Regions from separate parts of the Zea mays genome. Here regions 1 and 2 are each linked to region 3. Evidence: chromatin contacts called from public Hi-C data. All regions are on one chromosome and are shown on one strand. The core of a region is the stretch at or near the end of the contact, and the rest is flanking DNA. Distances in the headings are between cores, read along the strand shown.

Region 1 (3,155 bases), core at 653-3,152, 140 kb after region 3:
ATCATTATAATTAATCAAAACATGACTGGGTAAAAGAAGTGATCAAGGGCACAACTTGCCCGGGACTTGAGATTCCTGGTACCAACTTGCTCTTCAGATGACACATGTCCTCACTGCTAAACGTAGCAATACAGACAAACATGGTATAGGTAAAATTAACATCACACCAAACATAAGAATAAACTGTGTAATAATAATCTACGGCGCTACGAGATCGTGGGTTCGAGAACCACTAAATTCGGAGTTATGATTTTAAAGTTATGATTTTTGGAAGATCTATGCGATGAAATATTAATTTATATTATAAAGTGATTAGTATACACCATATGAGAGCATATTTTATAAATAATTAACTCAACTTGATTAGAAATCATATTTTAGTCAATATATAGATGATCCAAATTAAACTACTATATCAACTTAGATTAAACGAGTCAGTTAATAAGCATGGGTTAAAAAATTAGCTATTTATTTTTAACAACATATTGCGTGCTAAAAGAATGTTACTAAAATGTAGGCAATGTTATTACGAAGCTAATGCAACTTGAATGGGTCAAATTAGAGTTAAAACAAGAAAATTATGGATTTTCTAAGTTTATCATATTTATTTTTATCCTGAAACTCATTTAGATTTTATTTTCTGAGATTCCCAGACCCGAGGAGGGTGGCCACTATTTCTCGAAAACTCAGGGTTAAATTTACAGATAAAAGGATCCAGTTAGAATTACTTTTAAATCGACGTGGATGACGAGTTTATTTCATAGAAGTCCGAGGTCCTTTTTTTTAAGTTTGGCTCGGTGAAGGGGGTACCATGACGTCTCGATCGTCCAATCATGTCCAGCAGAGGTTGAATTGTCGATGCCCATAACTTGACAGTGCTGCATGTCCTGAAAAAGTCTGTAGGCAAATCCTTCCTTTCCATAGCTTAATAGTGGAATTACTTGAACGAGTGGAGAGTTCCCCTGTGGGCAGCTTTAGAACAGTTTGCACTGCAACCTTGTGCGCTTCCAAAACATCTATAGCATTGCCATTTCTCCAACTTCTTACAGTACAATCCATGGACGAAGAGATTAGGTCACTGTTAGTGTCCACAGCAAGTCAAGTGACTTGCGAACTGTGCCCCTTCATTGTCTCGGCAACTTCTCCTTTTTTTGCAGATCCTAGAGGAAAAAACGAATGTGTCCATTCCACCTGAGACGATTCAACCTTCAGGAAAATGGTCTGAAGGAGGCATCCAAGCCAATCGGCCAACAAAACTTGAGTGTCCTGCGATTGACTTGGAGAGAACATATTCGCTCTCCAATTCTGGGTTCCGGGTCTAGAGCTTCACAGTACGGTCCCCCGGTGATGTCGCGATCCAAGCTTGCCGCATACACAGATGCCACGAACGTCGTCGGTGTGGCCGTGCAGCTGAAGTCCGAGGTGGTACTCGGCCATGGCGAAGCGAGCGAGGGCGACGGAAGTGGTGGGGGACCTGATTGGTGGTGTTGGTGCAGGGGAGAGTGAAAGACGAATAGACGGCGAGCAGTTCTGGCCTCCATAGTCGATCCATTCGCCCGGGAAGTTAACCCCCACGCGCGGTGTGCCCCGGCGATGCTCCATACTGAGGGCCAGGCCGCGAGCTTGCTGGGCTTCTATTGCAACGATGACGAGCTCATCTCACACTCTCGATCTTGTGGACGGTGGCGTAGCCCTCAGCGGCGATAGTCAACGAGAACGGTTTGGAAGGAGAGGTGCATGCGATTTGGTTTTATAGCCCCCAGCGAAGCATGGCATCGGGTTGTTCGTTGGCATGCACGGCAACAGATCCCGCGTTTGTCGCCAGGTAGCTACGATGTGGCTTAGGGATGAAGATGGCTGGGTGTATTGATTGACAAGTGGGGCCCGCATGCCATAGACACAGCGTAAAAGAGAAAAAAATAAAAAGGGAAAGTTGGGCTGGAAAGCATATGGGCTGAACATGTCGAGGTTTCACCTTTTCTATTTTTTTTATTATTACTTCTCTATTTTCTGTTTTCTTCTGTTTTCTGTTTTAGTTTTCAATTTTCATATTTCAATTTTTGATTCAGTTTTGAATACAAGAATTCACACCCATAGGTCAAGCATGATGCCTAATTTAATTATTATTTTCTTTATTTATTTTTAACCATTTAGATAAATGATTTAATGATGGAATGTACACATAGTATTTATTTTAGAGAAATATTATCTTTGAATGCACACTTAAGATAGATAATCCTCTTTAGTTATATTTACTTAGGCTATGTTAATATATAATCTTTCTCATGAATTATTTTAGTTCAATTATTTTTAAGGATGGTTGTGATTATATGGTTTATAAAAGGAATATTAATTACTTTGAAAGTCTCTCCCTTATTTGCCGCTCCAACTCAAGCTTTAAGTTTTAGATCTATGCTTCGAATACCACATTCTTGCCCATTATTATATTTTATAGAGGATGGAAATCTTTCTTAGAAGTCATTTTATCTCAAATCTCTTGGAGAAACATTTATAATTCTCAGCACAGGATTTCGGGTGTTACAAATCCTACCCCCCTTAAAAATAATCTCGTCCTCGAAATTCATAAGAAGGGATGTACGAAGCTTTATTTATAGTTTAGCTTTTAGTTCCTAATTAGTTTAAGACTAAGAAGTTTCCTGATAATTAGAAAGTGATTATGAAAGCATGGGATGCCTAGCCACTTTTTAGGCAATATGAGATTTGGTTAGAGCAGGATAAATGATGGTAAGAAGTAATGGGTAAGGAAAGACTTCATCCTGGTTGGTGGATCATGACTACTTTTGCGATCCAGATGATTCTTTTATCCTTTGCTGATGAGGTTAATCTCTTTCCTTCTTGAGCTTTGATGTCTTCATCAGGTTAGGGATAATAGGTTAAGATAGATTTGTAGGTAACAATTTAGTAGGCCGAGCAACTAGGTTAGTAGGTGGCTATGAGTTAAATGAGATTAGCGAGAATCTGGTTTGGTTGTTTGCTTCTAGATTGGTTGGATAGGTTATGTAACCTATCATGTAGGTCAAGTTGTTAGGTATGGCCGAGTTAATCCCAGTCACCAATTTAGGCTTAAGTGAGTTAGGAGTATGGCCTTATCCTTTGTACCATCATTAAGTAACTCACACTAGATTAGAACATAT
Region 2 (2,954 bases), core at 258-2,757, 210 kb after region 3:
GTGATGGGGAAACACTTTTGGGAATTCTAATTTTGTTCTACTTTCTGCAGATTAGGGATATCAGTGCGCTTGTACGTTTAAGGCCAACGTGGGAGGATCTTCGCAGCTACTTAAGGCCGCAAACGTTTTGAAGTCTTGCGTGTACAATAGCTGAAAGAGAGCATCTTTAGAAATGTGGAGATTGCTTGATCCAGGTTTAAGATTAATTAATTTTGTTCAACTTCATGATCGGATGGTGTGCGTAAAATTTGGTTTGTAATTCGTCTTGTTTTTTAACAAAGTACAAAAGAGCATAACTTAATTTGACCTTATAAATCTTGTTTTTTAACAAAGTACAAAAGAGCATAACTTAATTTGACCTTATAAATCTTGTGATATTCAGAAGCTGGCAAACTGTAATCGTTGTGTACTAATGTTTTATTGAATAATTTGTGTTTCGTCGCAACGTACGGACAAAATTTACATGGTATTGATGGTTGCAATGTAATGATGAAATAACTAAATTAAAATAACAAAATTTATGTATAGTTTGGATCACAAATTGATTACGAAACCTTTTTACATGACAATATAATACACATTTGAACATAGGTTATCGTGTATTATATATTCCCGTTGTAACGCATGGACATTTAACTAGTTTACGAAGAAGAAATGAAATGCTTGTGAGGCGCACCGAAGTTACAACGTCGCGACATAAAGAGTAAAAGCAAGAAGAATAAATACATGCTTCATCTGCCGCTCAAGCTCAAGCAGCAGCCGTCGGTAGCCGTAGTGTGGCGGCGGCAGGCGCACCGGCGCCGTTGCTGCCGGTAGTGACGGCGATGGGGCCAGGCCCGCCGCCCGCGAGTATGGACCTGTAGATCTCCACCAGCACCTTATCTTCGTACTCCTTGAGCTGCGCCGGCCGCGCGAAGGCCGCCGTGCCGCAGTAGGGCTGGCCGGCGCCGTACCCGACGGCGGGGGAGGACGCCAGCCGCAGCATGGCGGACACGTACGCGTCGCGGAGCCGCATGAGCCACCGGCGCGGCGACAGCGCGCGGAGCAGCCGCCGCCGCAGCTGGCCGCGGCGCACGCGCCACCCGCGGCATCGGCGCCGCCCCGAGGCACCCTCCAGCGTCGGCGCCGGCGGCTGGGCCTGGGCGACACCCACGCCACCTCCGAGCTCCGCGGTGGGGAGCGGCGGCCGGCGCTGCGCAGCGGCGGCGTCGATGCGGTAGTAGCCCCGGCGCTTCCAGTACGCCTTGATGCCGCCCTTGTAGTAGGTGCGGTCCATAACTTCCTTCCTTCTTTGATGCAGAGCTGGACGAAGCTTGTCGCCTTGGCCTGTATAGAAACGGTGTTTGTACGATAGCAGAATGTGAGCGTGGATATGTTTTTAAGAAGCACGGGGTTTCCTCCTCCTCTGTCTCTAAGCATGTGTGCGTGCAATGAACCGCTGCAAAACTATACTCTCTCTCTGTTCATTTGCTCAAAGACTAAGAAATATATTTAATTCTCTATATTACTACAATGTACGTGTGTATTTAAAGAACAACGTTTTATATTATAGGACACGAAAAAATAGTTACGCCTTATATTTTATATTTTAAGACGGTGTGTACGTGGCACGTGAAAAGGATTGAGAGGACTAGATCTCTATTACACGAAAAACATGCGGTACAATTAAACCTGCACGCGTGTGTAAACCGTATAGGAGTCCGGAGAACCCACGCCTGACACTCGCATACCTGGCAAACGAAACCGTTACTGCCCAGTCCTCCATACAACCTATTTTCAGTGCTACTATTTGTTATAGTTTAGGTTTGGGTTTATTCGATGGGACTGAGAGTTACCCGAAATCTCATCGTATACTTCACTCTTCCGGGCTCCGGCGAAAGGTTAGGCGACACACGCCCGAATCGGCACGTGGTTTGCCGCCCACAGGTAGGCCCGCCTGCCTCAACACCGCACGTACTACTTGCTAGGACCTTTCAGGATAATTGTCAATTGATTGCAGAATCTTTAAATCTTCCAAGGGGTTCCGTGCGAACTGCGAAGGAGTAGTAGCACAAAGGATGGCGTCGCATTTAAAGGATAGGGGGAACGGCAGTTGGATTTGGATGTCCCTCATTTAATGGCGATCGGTGTGGTGCGCAGGCGGCGGTGACACGGCCGGCCTGGTTCGACGGAGCCTGCCGGGCCGGCGGGTGGGAAGGGCTTCCGCGTCAGACGTTTCGCGCCGCTGCTCCATGCGGATGCCGTGGCGCGCGTCTGGCACGTGCCATGTGCCAGTGCACATGGGTGGGATGCGTGCACCTGATCCGAGTCCGCTGACGCACGGGGGCTCCATGACGGCCCAGTGGGCCCACGCGCCGTATATATGATCCCATCCAAGGATTAATATTACGGGAGATTTGGATTAAATGTGAATATTATCGAGTTGCATCAAATAAGATTTAGACACAATATCTACAACTTAAATATTCAACTCCGATATATATCAAATACGGATCGAATACTGAAAGTTTGAATACTGATCGAATCTTAAATTTTAGACGAATTGAATTCGAATACGGACAGATATTATGTGTATCCTTTATCCCTACTCTCGTCGTTGCCTTTAGGACATGTACAACTCTGACACCGCTGCACGATACTCTAAGTATAAAACACAACTAAAACATTATATGATATGATGAATGTGTCTAAATCATGTGTCTTACTATATTTATTACACTCAATCAAAGTATTTAATAAATTTAATGGGCCAATCATCATGTTCTCTGCCTCGAGCTTGAGTTTTTTTATATTGACTACTTAGGACATGTACATTGGTGCTTAATATAGATGCTATTGAGGTGTTTAAAGGGGCATTTGTAAAAAATCGTGGAACCGTCTCTCTGCGAAGAAATGCCTCTGGCTCGTAACTCGAGTAGCAACAGACTGTTGAGCCCCAAAAGAGACGGCCAGAC
Region 3 (3,106 bases), core at 380-2,879:
CCTGAGAAAAATAGCACAAGTATAACTATTACCAGGAAGGAATATAGTCAATATATACCTGAGACACCTTTAGCTTCTGAAGACTTTGATTCTCGTTGAACAAAAATGCATCCAAGACAATTGCTGCATTACACCAGAAAAGAAAAGTAAAGTTGGTTTCAATATAATGTACATATAAAATAGGAAGATACAAATGAAACTAGTTGTTCATCTTCTGGCAGAATACATATATGAATAAGACACTACCGAAAATTAGGAAAATACTAATGAGCAAGAAAAAGGTACCTTATGAGACCAATAAGTGGCAACCTGGACACTGACTCCTATAATAAGGATGTGTTTAAGCATTGATAGGGCACATACAAAACTAGAATATATTGATTTGTAAAGTGTGAACAAGTTATTAGGAACAACAAATAAGTACCTTAGCAACAAAACTTGGAAAGGATGCTGACATGTGATAAAGAATATCCACATAAGAGACATGATTAGATACAATTGCCCCTGGCCTTTGTGATTCTTCAAATTGGTCCTGATTTAAACCCTGATAAAATGTAAACCAAGATGGCAAGGAAACCAGGGTACAAAATTTATAGTTCAGTCGCATGGGCAGAACCACAGTAATCTGTGAAAGTAATATGATGCATTATGTGCAAAATAAATCACTGCCATTACTGAAGTACAATCCAAATCCGTTGAGTGTTGTAAGGGACCAAACGTCTCTATTGCTAGCAATCGCAAATTGAATTGAGCGCTAAGATATTTTTCTGGAAGTTGAAAGGGCAGGGGCACAGGGTATCCCCATTCATTGTCCAAAAGTGAGAATATATGTACCATCCAGATTTTAGATTCGTGACTAATACAAGCCACATAACATCAATCAAACTTATCTTCAATCTATCTGAACAAGCAAAACAAACCATTATATTATACATACGTAGTGAGTAACACTGAACTTAGTGTCGCTATCACTCTACTTCCTACAAACCATCAACCTTGGTGCTCTAGGACCAAATACAGTACTTCTGAAGCAACACAGAACCAAAACGCTGGCATTATTCAGTACAGGCAATCAGGCATGACACCGGAACTAACCTTAGCATTAGGGGACCTCCTGCGGGTCTCGCGGATCCAGTAGAACCCGAAGACGAAGAGCATCGCCCGTGAGAGCGCGCACCCCGATCGCAGCACGGCCTTCCTCCTCCACCCCGCCAACCTCGGCCGCCCCCCATCTGCATCCACGAACAGCGTGCACGCGCGGCACACCAAGTAGTAGAGCAGGAGCACGAGCATCCCCGCGACGAAGCGGAGCGGGAGGAGCACGGCGGCGGCCAGCGCCAGCCGCACCGCCTGCGCCGCGGGCAGCGGGCCGCGGCCCATGGTTCCGTACGCGTCCCGGCGCGCGTAGGGCGCGTACCTGGCGTCCAGCTGCTCCGCTGTCTCCCCCGCGGCCGTGGAGCCGTCGTCGGAGAGGAGCGGGTGCACGGCGGCGCTGGCATCGAGGCGCAAGCGCGGCGCGTCGGCGTCGGCGGTGTCGAGGGCCATTGCACACGCCGCGGGGCCGAGCGCCGGGCTGGATCGGCGCGACGAGACGGGTGGGGCGCGTGTTCTGTGACGAGGACCCTGTTTGGTCGGCGCTGGGCCGTTGCGGCCTTGCGGGGGTGATGTCTGATGAGGGGAGCTAGGAGGCGGGGGCGTGGCGTGCGATCTGGATCGGACGGTGACCGGGCCAGACAGCCGTGTGGGCTAATCTGAGATTACGAACAATATTGATGACACATCCGGACCCACCCGATGTGGTCCCCACGACGGAAGGCAATTGAAATTGCAGAGATGTCCGATAGACGATAGTCCGTGCGCGTCGCAGCCATGGAACGGACAGCGGAACAGCCCCGTTGATCTGCTACTATATAAATGCTCCCTGGTTTCCTATATTGGATGGTACGGTCGTACGGGTCGACGTCGATCGTGCCTACACACCGCCAAGTCGATCAGCGGCGTTCTCCCATGGAGTCCAGAGACGTAAAGGCCGAGCAGCGGCAGCAGCAGCCCGAGTTGCCGAAGAAGCGCAGGAGGCAAAAGCTGCTAGAGTCCGCGCAGGCGAGCGGCGGAAGCTCCATGTCGGTCGCCGAGTCTTCGCATAGTAGAACGTCGGCGCCAGCGCCACCTGCCGGCAGCGACGACGCTGGGGCCGGCGGCAATGGCCACCAGCATCAACAAGGGAAGAGGCCGAGGCTCATTTGGACAAGGAGACTGCACGACTTGTTCGTGGAAGCATACGAGAAGAGCCTTGGGGAAGGTACGGTAGCATGCTGTCTTCTTGTTGCTAATCTAATCTTGATCGAGCAACTAGCTTTTAGATATATTTAACATAACTAACTTTTAAATTAATCTAATCTAATCTTGATCCAAGGGCTGGTGTTTTCTCTGTTCGGCCATACGTGCGTAATGCTTTCTTTTAGATTAAACATAACTAAGGTCTTGATCTGGATCGATCTAGTCAAACTTTAACCAGCATTGGATTTCAACCTCTTTATTAATCAGCCTATGATCAGGCGCCTGTACCTACTTAGAGATGGCAATGGGACACGATCCCCGATTCCTCACGGGGAATTCCTCTATTAGGGGACGGGTATAAGACTAATTTAGTCCCCGCGGGGATCTAAATAAGGGAAATTTAATCCACGTCGGGTTCACGGGGACGGGGAACCATCCTCCATCCCCGTTCCTCGTGTACCCGCCCCATAAAACTTTTTTATTCAAGTTAGTCAATTTATTGGTTAGAATTATAGTAAAAACTCAATGTATGACATGTTATAAAATAGCAAACTAAACTCTAAAGTAGATGTCTCTTGTAATTTTTAATCTTGTTTGTTAAATTTGTATTAATTTGATACAATTAATTTAAATTTATCTTTAAATATTGTACTTGTAATGGGGAAAGATTCCCCGCGGGGTTCCCCACGAGGATAAATTCCCTGACGGGGATGGGGATGGGAGAAAAATCTCCCCCGTGTGCGTTCGCGGGGACGGGGACGGGGAATTTTTCTCCCCGCGGGGACGGAGATGGGGAGCCATTCCCCGACGGAGGAATCCCCGTTGCCAT

The links. Hi-C and Micro-C count contacts between places; a contact is called where the count stands out from the background.
Region 1: a contact with region 3 is called in a Hi-C map of leaf, with 4 times the contacts expected there. The contact joins the enhancer-like site here to the promoter of LOC100193648 in region 3. A contact is called at or near these places in 3 of 25 Hi-C or Micro-C datasets (ear, leaf and tassel).
Region 2: a Hi-C map of tassel shows a contact between it and region 3, with 2.4 times the contacts expected there. The contact joins the promoter of LOC100274802 here to the promoter of LOC100193648 in region 3. A contact is called at or near these places in 3 of 25 Hi-C or Micro-C datasets (ear, endosperm and tassel).

What each region holds. Positions count from the first base shown.
Region 1 is chr3:55,814,444-55,817,598 of Zm-B73-REFERENCE-NAM-5.0, forward strand. No RefSeq gene overlaps it. Among protein-coding and RNA genes, the nearest start is that of LOC111591218, 53 kb to the right of the region's middle. Within about 2 kb of position 1,903, at least 13 of the 20 cell types and tissues checked have an H3K27ac peak or open chromatin away from gene starts, as enhancers often do. A contact at or near this core is called in ear and leaf, where this site is marked.
Region 2 is chr3:55,880,746-55,883,699 of Zm-B73-REFERENCE-NAM-5.0, forward strand. LOC100274802 reads right to left here and starts at 1,508. Exons shown (of 1, transcript XM_020550707.3): 1 at 491-1,508. The coding sequence starts at 1,276. The coding sequence ends at 749.
Region 3 is chr3:55,673,637-55,676,742 of Zm-B73-REFERENCE-NAM-5.0, forward strand. LOC100193648 (Lysophospholipid acyltransferase LPEAT1) reads right to left here and starts at 1,630. Exons shown (of 8, transcript NM_001138744.1): 1 at 1,096-1,630; 2 at 425-544; 3 at 286-323; 4 at 59-123. The coding sequence starts at 1,545.